Regions from separate parts of the Rattus norvegicus genome. Here region 2 is linked to region 1. Evidence: chromatin contacts called from public HiChIP or PLAC-seq data. All regions are on one chromosome and are shown on one strand. Each heading gives the region's core, a stretch centred on a gene start, on an enhancer-like site or on the middle of the called end of the contact. The rest is flanking DNA. Distances are from core to core; before and after follow the strand shown. Region 1 has its middle 260 kb from the start of Mpped2. Region 2 holds the start of Mpped2 (metallophosphoesterase domain containing 2).

What was found. HiChIP or PLAC-seq counts read pairs in DNA pulled down with a chosen protein or histone mark.
Region 2: a contact with region 1 is called in an H3K27ac HiChIP or PLAC-seq map of oligodendrocytes, with 18 times the contacts expected there. The contact joins the promoter of Mpped2 here to the enhancer-like site in region 1. A contact is called at or near these places in 6 of 12 Hi-C or Micro-C datasets (the A7r5 cell line, the Rat2 cell line, Schwann cells and 3 more) and 1 of 1 datasets of contacts at active chromatin or transcription factors (oligodendrocytes).

What each region holds. Positions count from the first base shown.
Region 1 is chr3:113,371,617-113,376,620 of GRCr8, reverse strand. No RefSeq gene overlaps it. Among named protein-coding and RNA genes, the nearest start is that of Mpped2, 260 kb to the left of the region's middle. Within about 2 kb of position 2,855, at least 7 of the 93 cell types and tissues checked have an H3K27ac peak or open chromatin away from gene starts, as enhancers often do.
Region 2 is chr3:113,633,278-113,638,281 of GRCr8, reverse strand. Mpped2 (metallophosphoesterase domain containing 2) reads right to left here and starts at 2,668. Exons shown (of 7, transcript NM_198778.3): 1 at 2,284-2,668.

The sequences.
Region 1 (5,004 bases), core at 1,606-4,105:
GTGACTGTCTCATTCCCCTCCTAAACTACAGAAGTTCAGAGATATCATCCCCCAGTACACAAAGCCTACTACTAAACGACGATAACTGTCGAATAGGCAGATGGATAAACGCAGAAAATCAAAAGGGATAACTCATCTTATAGATATTAAAAAATGTTCCCTCAAGAAAGGAAAGGAAAATGTGTCGCCCTGTATATACGCCAGCACAATTATTTTTATGTGCAATCATAAATTCAGAAACATTTAAAAATTCGTATTTATCATTATCTTCATTGTTGTTGTTGTTGTTGTTGTTGTGGTGGTGGTGGTGGTGGTGGTGGTGGTGTGAACCAAAAAGTTTCCCAAATATATGGCTATACAGGGTCGTCATCTTTTCAATAGTGAAAGAGTGTTGAAGAAAAGACACTCAGATAAAATCAAAGATGACAAGGATACTGAGTGTGGCCTGATCCCTTGCTTGGGTCAGCCCATGTGCTGAGAATGTTAGCTCAGGATTTCACCTAACCCTCTCAGGAACTCTGCTAGATAGCTGCTACTTTTACACTTCTTAAAATGCAGCTTCAAAAAAGAAAAGCCAATTACATTTCTCAAGGTCTCAAGACAGGACGTGGTGGGGCTGGGACTCCAATTTTACGATTTTGGAGCCTCAGCTTGTGAACCTCTCATGACAAAAACCTCTTATCCTGAGATTCCCTCGCCAGAAACAGTGAGAGGCTCCAGCCTGTTCCTATTATTGTCTTTTGTGACAACAGTTATAAAAAAAATCTTTGTTTCATAAATATGCTATCTCCAGTGCATCCACCTACATATATCAAATTTAAGTCAAAGGAGAAGACACTCTGATAAATTCTGGTGCATTTGGAGACACACTAGTGAGGGGGAAAACTCGGAATATTTTGTGGAGACTCCCATTCTCATATCTGCTGGGGGGGGGTCCAATAAATGTTATCATAACAGAATGTGCTGATTTGACTTATACCAGCATGTGTTACTTCTTGGCCACAACCTTTACATAAAATTTGCTCTTGGTGTGATTTGAAGCAGAGGTGGTAAACACCATTGTTAAGAAGCTGCAGTCTGTGGGAGTTACGTGAAGGAGTAGCTTAGAATTGTGTGTTACAAAGGGCCCTTAGAACTGCCTCAAAGCCTTAGCTTAGAAATCAGTGCATTCATTCTTCACTAGTATTTAGTTTTGTTTAATCAGAAACCGTTTTCCCCAAGGACCAGACACTGCTGTATACCATCCTGAAGATAGAGTATTGAACAAGTTAGCCAGCTACCCTGCCATCCCTGACCTTGCGATCCACGGGAGAACAGCGATTAGGACAGGGTGGTGCGGTATCATGTTACCGGAGCCACAATGGTAGAAACACGAGAGTTTGTGAAGCTGTGCTTATTCAACCATTGGAATCGTGGTAAAATCCGGTGATCTTAAGAATCAAATTGTTTGGAAGGTTGAAATCTTTTTTTAAAAATGAAAATGGTAATTATTTTGCAAAGCACACAGACAGCTGATGAAATGGCTTTTTATTAAATCACAGAAAACAGAAGACCTTTAAAAACTCTTTTAAAAACTCTATTGGCCAAGTAGATAGATTTCTACAGAGAAGAAGGGTCACAGTGTTGAAAGACTGTTAAAAAACTGACGGTTGCACTAAAGGATGGTAAGAGTAACGTTATCAAGTCCATCCCGAGGGCTGTAAGGGCTTCGGTGATGTGGTTGCTCAGGGAGGAAAGAGAAGGAGCTTTCCAAAGATAAGCAAAAGTGGGAACAGGTAATCCAGAAGCAGGGTGTGGCTCTTGGATGGAAAATGAGTCCGAGGAAACAAGAGAGATGAGGAAGACACTTGATAACCCAAGCGACAGAATTCATCTCCTGATCATAAATGACAGGTAATCAGATATGGACCTTGTCTAAACTGACTTAGCAGAATTCTTGCTATAATTAGTCAGTTCAGAGTTGAGCCCAGAAATCCAAAAGGAAAAGACAAGTTTTAAAACCCCAGAAAAGCCTGAGGGGACTGGTGGAGGTGGAGGAGTGTGTGTTTGGGGCAATCCCTATCAATTTCCTTTAATAGATATGCATCCACGATGTCGGTTTTGTTCCGAGGCCACTTTCCTCTTCTTCCAGACTATTTCCATTTCCTGACACCAGAAACTCTGGCACTGGAAGAGAACCGCTGGTGGGGTCTGGATGTCTGTAACCAGCAACACTCTGATATTGCACTGGGAAGGGAGACTTTAGGAAGTGGTTAGACAATGAGAGCTCCTCCTCCCTCCTGAATGAGACTCCTGATACTGTCATCTGAAAGGATAATTTTTTAAGTTTGGAGGTACAGTTTGATCGACGCAATGCTCTGGACTAAATGCACCAGACACTAGTGCTTTCCCAGCACTTTCCGAAAGGCAGTCAAGTCCCTGCTTCTTAGAAGCCTCTCCCTTCCTCCCTCCCTCCCTCCCGTCCACCCACGTCTTCTATGTAATGACACAGATTAAAGGCCCTTGCCAGATGCTGGCACCTTTATATTGGACTTCCCTGCCTGCAAAACCATGAGCCAATAAATCCCCGTTCCAATAAATTTCTGATCATTATAAATTACCCAGCTCGTGATGTTCTGTTTTAGCAGCACAAAACAGGCTAAGACAAAGCCCTCATTGTGTTTCTGAATCTGGTGGCCCAGAATGACGCTCAGTGTCTGTTCAAAGTTTTTAGATACCCTTTGTGCCACATTTTCTAGTGGTTTATTTCTTCTCATCAGCCACACAAGCAACTGGATATACCTGACGGGGTGCCACTACACCAGTGTTTCTATCTTGGGATACAATTTCAGAACCATACTCTATCAGAAAGAGCAGCAGGGTTCTATTAGAGCATCTCTTATCTAATACAGCAATACAGTTCCTTCACCAGCAAATTTTCCAGTTCACAAATGCTGAGAGTTTCAACACTATTACAACTATATAGTTCAATGCAATTTAAAACCCATTTTAAAAATCATGTGGGGGGTTTACCTCTAGCATACAGATCTGGCTTTCTGTGTGCGGAGTCGCCACCTAGTGGGCTACATGGAGTGCGCAGGGAAAAACACAATTGATCCTGTGTGAGTCCTGATCTGCATCTCCTTCCTGTAATTTAAGGTTCAAGTGACAAATCTTAGCCAGTGAAATCATTTCATTGAAAAGGTGACATTATTTGTCTGGCATAGGTTCAGACTGAAGGGAACTGAAATTTGGAATTATCTTTAAATATTATGCCAAAGGGAGAGTTTAAAAGGATATCAGAAATTTTTGAGTTATTGTGGGTGTCATTGGAAAGAGAAACTGATTTATCTTGCTTTTCTGCTGAAGTGATCACGATTTGAAGTAAATAGAAAACCAAGATTTGAGAATTGAAAGCAGATGACAGTTTTAAAGAATCCTTCAAACCTCTTTCAGTCTTGGGCAAATCAAATGCACATCTACATGCAGTAAAAGCTGACTTTCCAAAGCTGTCTTCAGACCCTCCTCCATGAGCAGAGAAGCCAGAGGCCCACTCATGAGCCACACTGCAGAGGCCAGGCCCCGAGGAAGCCGAGAGAGAGAGGAGCCACCTCAGAATGCTTTGCATTGGCTTTTCTTTGACTCTGTTCTCTGTGGCGGGGGCATAATCCCCCTGAGTGTTTTGTCACACTCTGCTGTGGAGGTGGGCATGACCCCACTTCCACTTTCCAGAACGTCACAGTATTGTAAAGAAAAGTGGCAAACCAATTTGATCTAAGAATCTTAATTATCAAGCTCTCTGTCTCTCTGTCTCTGTCTCTCTCTCCTTCCCCCTCCCCCTCTCTTCCCCCATACTCCTCTAAGACAATATCTTAGTCATACCTGAAATCATTTTCCATGAATGATTCCAGTCACTTTTCACAAAGCCATATAAAACCAACCAACCAAACAAACAAAACAAACCGGGTTCATCCGAAAGTATCCATGTCTTCCAAATAAGCAGTCAGTCAGTGAACATCCCCAGTCAGCAGATCCCCCAGGATTGATCCAAGAGGGAGAGGTGTAGGGACTGAGCTGAGTGTTCAGTTTCACATAAGGAATCAAATGCACTAGACTCTCAGACACACACCAACTCTCCCGGTGTTTTCCTGGCACCCTTAGTCAGGTATCAGCAAGACTTCCAAACTATGAGGAAAAACCCAAGAGCATCATGTGCTTTGAGTAACATGGAGTTCAAACCGAAAGTTTAGGTGTGACGCATCTTATTTACATCTAAGCTACTTTTGATGTGCTCTCAGCTGTAAGGATTCCGCAGAGCAAATGTATATGAAAATGTTACGTGCAAATGAAAATACACAGGCAATATAACAGTGCTGCAAATTATTGGACAATTTACTGAAGGTCAGTGCAGTATTCATTAGAACAAGTCAGAAGGAATAGGAGAGAGGAAATGGGGGGGAAGGAGGGCGGGAGGGATACATGAAGGAAGGAGGTGGAAATCTAGGTGTTAATTGCATTATCCACTAAGAACTATAGCAAAGTGGGTAGAGTGTAAGGTTTTAAGAATCCTGAATCCCACTGCTAACACCTACCATTGGTAGGAATTAGAGCAGTGACTGCGCCTCCAAGCTCAGCTTCTTCATCTGTGAATGAGGGTAACAGGATCTCTGGGTGTGTTAGCATGCAATACCCAGAGTATTGCAACGCCTGGCATATAATGAGTTTTTCATTATAATTGACACCTACTTTATATCATGACTTTTATGATGTTTATAATAAACTCTACTTGAATCTCTCTTGCTCTGAAGAACACACATGTTGATACAAATGAAAGAAATATTAAAGAGAACTTCCAGGTGAGGTGATACATTATGAAGTCATGCTGTCCAAGGACAGAGCGAGTAGGTGTCAGCTTTAGAGGAAGATTGCTTTAGTCATCCATAGACAGATCCTTCATTTGGAAGAAGAGCTAAGCTTGCCCACTGCAGCTCTGAATGCAGGACTAATCTACTTTGACGAACATAA
Region 2 (5,004 bases), core at 1,419-3,918, 260 kb before region 1:
ACCTAAACTTTCAAAGCGACAATTTTTGACCTCTGTACTCGAACGCTGCCTAAGCCAAGCCCAGAAGAAATGAGTCCTGGATTTCGCTGTCCTTGTTTAAATAATGGTGCTCATTTGAGTCAGGAAGATAGCCACCTCACTTACTGGATGGAGGGACTTTAGAGCTCGCTCCCGGTGCAACCCCGCCAAATTTCATTCTCTCCTCCCTCTGCCTCGCGGACCGAGAACCTTGTAAACTCAGGCCCCTACTCTTTTATGCCCATTTCCAGTTACTCATTCCCGCATGCGGGAGCGATGCCCACACTCTTTCCCCGTGGTTGTACCGCTACTTTATTTTTCTGGAGATGCTAAAAAAGTTCCACGTGCCTCTGTCCACTAAGCTCCCTCCCTTCCCTTCACACTTACACCTGAACTTGTCTCCAGCACTGCTGACACCCAGCTGGCACATTCTTTCAGAGAAGGAGGGCACGACTTTTCTCCTGAGCCTCTGACAAAGCGTGGGGTCTATATATGGTGGGGCGCGGGGGGGGGGGGCTGCAGAATTCTCTACTTTGGATTGGTTTGTTTGTTTTAAATCTAGGGTGGGCAGATGGGGTGGGGGGCTGCAGCTACTACACACACACACACACACACACACACACCACACACACACACACACACACACACACACACACACACACACACACACACACACACACACACACACACACACGCCCTGCTCTGTCAACCGCTCTCCTTGCCAGGTTCTGGCCACAACTCCCTCCTCATTCCGTAGGCGCTGAGTACCCGATGGGCACCGCCACCGCCACTGCCGGCGATGTTGGCAGCACTAAGGACACTAGACTCACTCCCCCAGGGTTGGCTAAGCATTTTCCCCCACCTTCCTCTCTCCCAGCGGGGCACCGACTGAAGACCGCCGTAAAACACGGGCTCTGACGTCGTTGCCATCCTCGGTGCCGCATCTTAACCCCTGGTCTGGGACAGAAGCCTCCGAAGCGCCCTGGCATCTCCAAGCATACAGGCAGGAGACCGAGTCCGCACCCTGAACAACCGCCTCCTCGCTGAGTCCCGGAGCTGCCAGGCACCTCCCCGGGAACGGCTGGGAAGGGAAGGGATCCAGCCAGCCATCGGGCTGCAGAGGGAATGTGGAGGCCACAGCCTTGCCCCCTCTTTGGAAGTCTTTCCCTTCCAGTTAAAGTTGTGTTTGTTTTCCCCACCCTGACTTGTTAGTGTCTTTACCATCACAAATCAATTAGACATTTTTCATGACCCGCATTCACTCTTAATTCCGGGTGTGTTGGGGGTGCGCTATAAATCAACCCCCGGGCTCATCTTTCCGTGCTCTTGCTGGGGGATTTCAATGCCCTCTCGAACCTCTAGGTACACCTCCTAGGCCGCAAAAGCCCGAAATTTAAAAGATTTTTAAAGACAATCTTGCCACATGTAAATGTAAATAGGGGTGGCGGTGGGGGCCCCTCACAACTACTGCTTAGGTAGAAAAGAAACTGGGCGGCCGCGGTTACTTTTCCACGCTGCCGTACCCCGCCTCCCAGCCCTCTCGCTCGGCAGGCAGCGGTCGCCGAGACCGGAGAGTAAGGTCCGGGCGCGGGGGCCGGCGGAGAGCTCCGCGCTGGAGCGCTATGCGCGCGAGCGACCGGAGCACAAAGCTGCACGGAGCCGTCCGGCCACTGCACCTGGCCCGGGGCCGCCGCGGGCGCACGGGGCTCGGGCCAACACAATGCACCCGGGCCTAGGCCGGGGCAGCTGCCGCGCACGACCCTGGGACTTTCTAGTAAACAGATCTCCGACTCCCCGGCCCCACCCCCATCCCTTGCCCCGGGGCTTTAGCCGCGGGCTTTCGCAGACAACCTCTCCCCCGGCACCCCCGCCGCCACCTTCCTGAGAAACCCGGAGAAGGAGGGGGCAGGGAGGCGGGGACCCCGAGAGGTCGGTGGCCGAGGGCTTGGGGGGAAGGGAGAACAGGGGGCGAGATGGGGAGTGGGAAGAAGGGCAGCTACGCAAAGAAATTCGCTCTCGCTTGCGGGGGCTTCGGGGGAAACAAATCTGCTCTCCCCGGGTCCTCTAGTGTTCAGTCCGCCAACCTCAGGGTCGCGGGGCCGCCGCGCTCCGCAGCTCCCGCGCCCTCGCACGCGCCTCTGACAAGGCACCTCTCACCCGGGCTCCGCTTTGTGTGTGCATTTTTTTTTCCTTCCTCTCGCGCCCGGCACCGGCCGCCTCCTCCCCCCTCCCCCGCCCTCCGCCTCCCTTTCCCGGGCGGATTACCTTTCCCGGGCTGCGCTCCGGGTCCCCGGGATGCCTTCAGCGCCCGGTGTGCGGGCGAGCCATCGCCAAGCCACCCGAGCCGGCTCGGAGCAGCGCTGGGGGTGGCAGGGGCGAGGGGCTCGGGCGGGCCAGAACCTTCGACCCCGGAGGTCCCCGCCGCTGATCCAGGGCCTGGGAGGGCAGCACTGGGGCGCGGTGCGAGCGGGACGCGGGGTCGCTGCGGGGGGAGGTGGAGAGGACCGGAGCAGCCTCGATCTGGGGAGAGAACGAGCGAGGGGGCGAGGAGAGACAGCCAGGGCGCGGCGAGCGAAGGGAGCGCGAGCGGTGCAGTGACAGGGACTGCCACTGGGGTCAAAGGAGCACAGCTCCAGGAAGCTGGGCCGCCCAGGCGCCGCTTGCTGCGAGCTCCCCGCCCGGACCCCTCGCCCTGCACGCCCCTGCCGTAGTTCCGGCCCACTCGAACCCCCCACCCGCGCCCCGTGGCCGCGGGGTTTCCAGGAGGGGAGGGAGAGCGGAGGGCGAGGCCCGCAGGCTGCTGGTGCTCCCTGGGTCAAGCAGGCGGCAGGAAGCAGAGCTGCAAGTTCACCATCGTGTGTGATCAGCGTTAAAATGATAGAGGTCGGGGAGATGGGGGCGGGCCACTAAGCGCCAGGAATATAGGGGAGACCCCCAGATGGGCGTCTTCTGCAAAGAGAATACCAAGCTCCCGCCCTCCACTCATGAACCTGCCAGGCTCTGTCAGAGGTCTTGGCACAGCTCCAAAGCGCAGAACTCGCTGCAGGGGCAGAAGGAGCGACAGGGGCACTAAGATCTCACCAAGAGGGGCGACCCCTGGGTCCCTCAACTCAGCTGAACTGAGGCTTTCCTGCGGGGTATCAAGCTCCCCTCTCCTCAACCCTCTCAAAGCGCCAGACGCACACACACCCCTCTTTGCCTCTATGTTGTTCCTGAGAAAGAAAAGGCCAACCCAGCTGGTGTTTTTTCACCTTCATGAATTAAGACAGGTTCAGGATAAGAAGGTGAAGTCAGGCAAAGGCTTTAATTGTTTCCGCACCCCCACCCCCACCTCCTGCGCGCCCCTTTGAATCACATTCTCCCTTTCCCAAAGACCTGCTCTTTAAAAAAATGTTTTTAAATCGAAGTTACTCCAATTTTCTCTGCTACTTTGGAAACCTGGCGGGGAGGGGGCTGGAACCCTAGGAATTGTATGCAAAGGGGGGCGGGGCAAGGATAGAAAAAGCCGCTGAAATGGTGGGACAGAAGACAGAAGGCTTTTTAGAAAACTTGGTTGGCACGGCTGTCTGAAAGATGAGGTGGCCCTGTGATGTTATGCCACTGTCAGAGCTGAAGGATTTGGAAGGCGACCAGATCTAATTCCTTTCTAGGAGTCAGACTCTAAAAAAAAAAAAAAAAAAAAAAATCACCATTCTCCGAAGGGAACAGCAGTATGCACAGGAGAGAAACGTGTGCTTTGTATACTATGTGACAACTGACTAGACGTCCTGGCTGAAATTATATCCCCTAAAATTAAAAAGAGTCATTTCATCCTGGTCTGTGTGGCCTCTGTGCTGAGACTAATTGGTTTCCAAGGACTGGAAAGGAAGGAAAGGAGAGAGGCAGAAAGAGCCCCTTATTAAAAAAAAAAAAAAAAAAAAAAAAAAAGATCAAACGGAATTCGCTTGAAAATATTTCCTTTTTACAATGGACTTTCCTGACACTTGAATTTTAAGTAGCCCATCTCTTATGCTTAGGCGGAATGAAGCGAAGATAGGCTTACTGATGTACTTTCATTGTACAGCATGCCCAGAGTGTCAGTGCTTGCCTGATGTGCTGAGGGGAAAGGACGGTGCCTTCCCTTGCCCAGCACAAATCACAGCAAGTGACACTGACATTAAAGGATGCCAAAGATGAGGTGAAGGGGCAATTTTATATTTTTCTGTCTTTTGGTTTTCAGCCCAACCGTGAACACTGACTAGAAACATGTCCTTTTAAGACACTGAGTTTTGTTTCCTAGAAGAGTTAGCAATATACTCCTCTTTTGTAAATAGTTTGAATTTTAAGGCCGATTAGACTGACTTGATCAGCCCAAATAATATCATGGAGCACTATCCCACATACACTGAATCGCCAGTTGAAACAGTCAAACTAGTTTGAACATGGTTTGAGATCTAAATATGGGCACGTGGACTGTACATAGCAGTGTGCTCTGTTTTACTGGCACATTTTAAAGGATATTTAATGTGAATAAAAGTCAAGTGTGTGGTTCTTTGCAAAGTAGGTGGGAATTTGTGTCATTTTACTGAGTAGGGGAAACTAAGGAAAATAATATTTAAAACAAATGTTCGATATAAGAAGAAACCAACCTTACTGGGTCCCTATTTATAGATTAATTATCCAGCAATGACCAACTTGTGTGTGGGTTGGTAATTTTTATTATCATTGGTCTGTTAAAGTCAAACAAACAAACAAAAAAGCTGGAGAAATGTAAGTGAATTTAAACAGTAAGTCAGGAGCAAGAGGAAGTCACTTTTCAAATAATTCTCAGTATGTGGATTCGAACTTACATTTTGAGATATTATCCACAAGTACAGGTACATAAACTAAAAGCTTACTTCAAAAATGACTGGATGCAGACAGACCGCATCCATTTCCTGATACGCACTGTAAATCCCAGCAAAATATCTCTCCATAATGCATTTAGAAAAGAAAATGAGGGAGCCA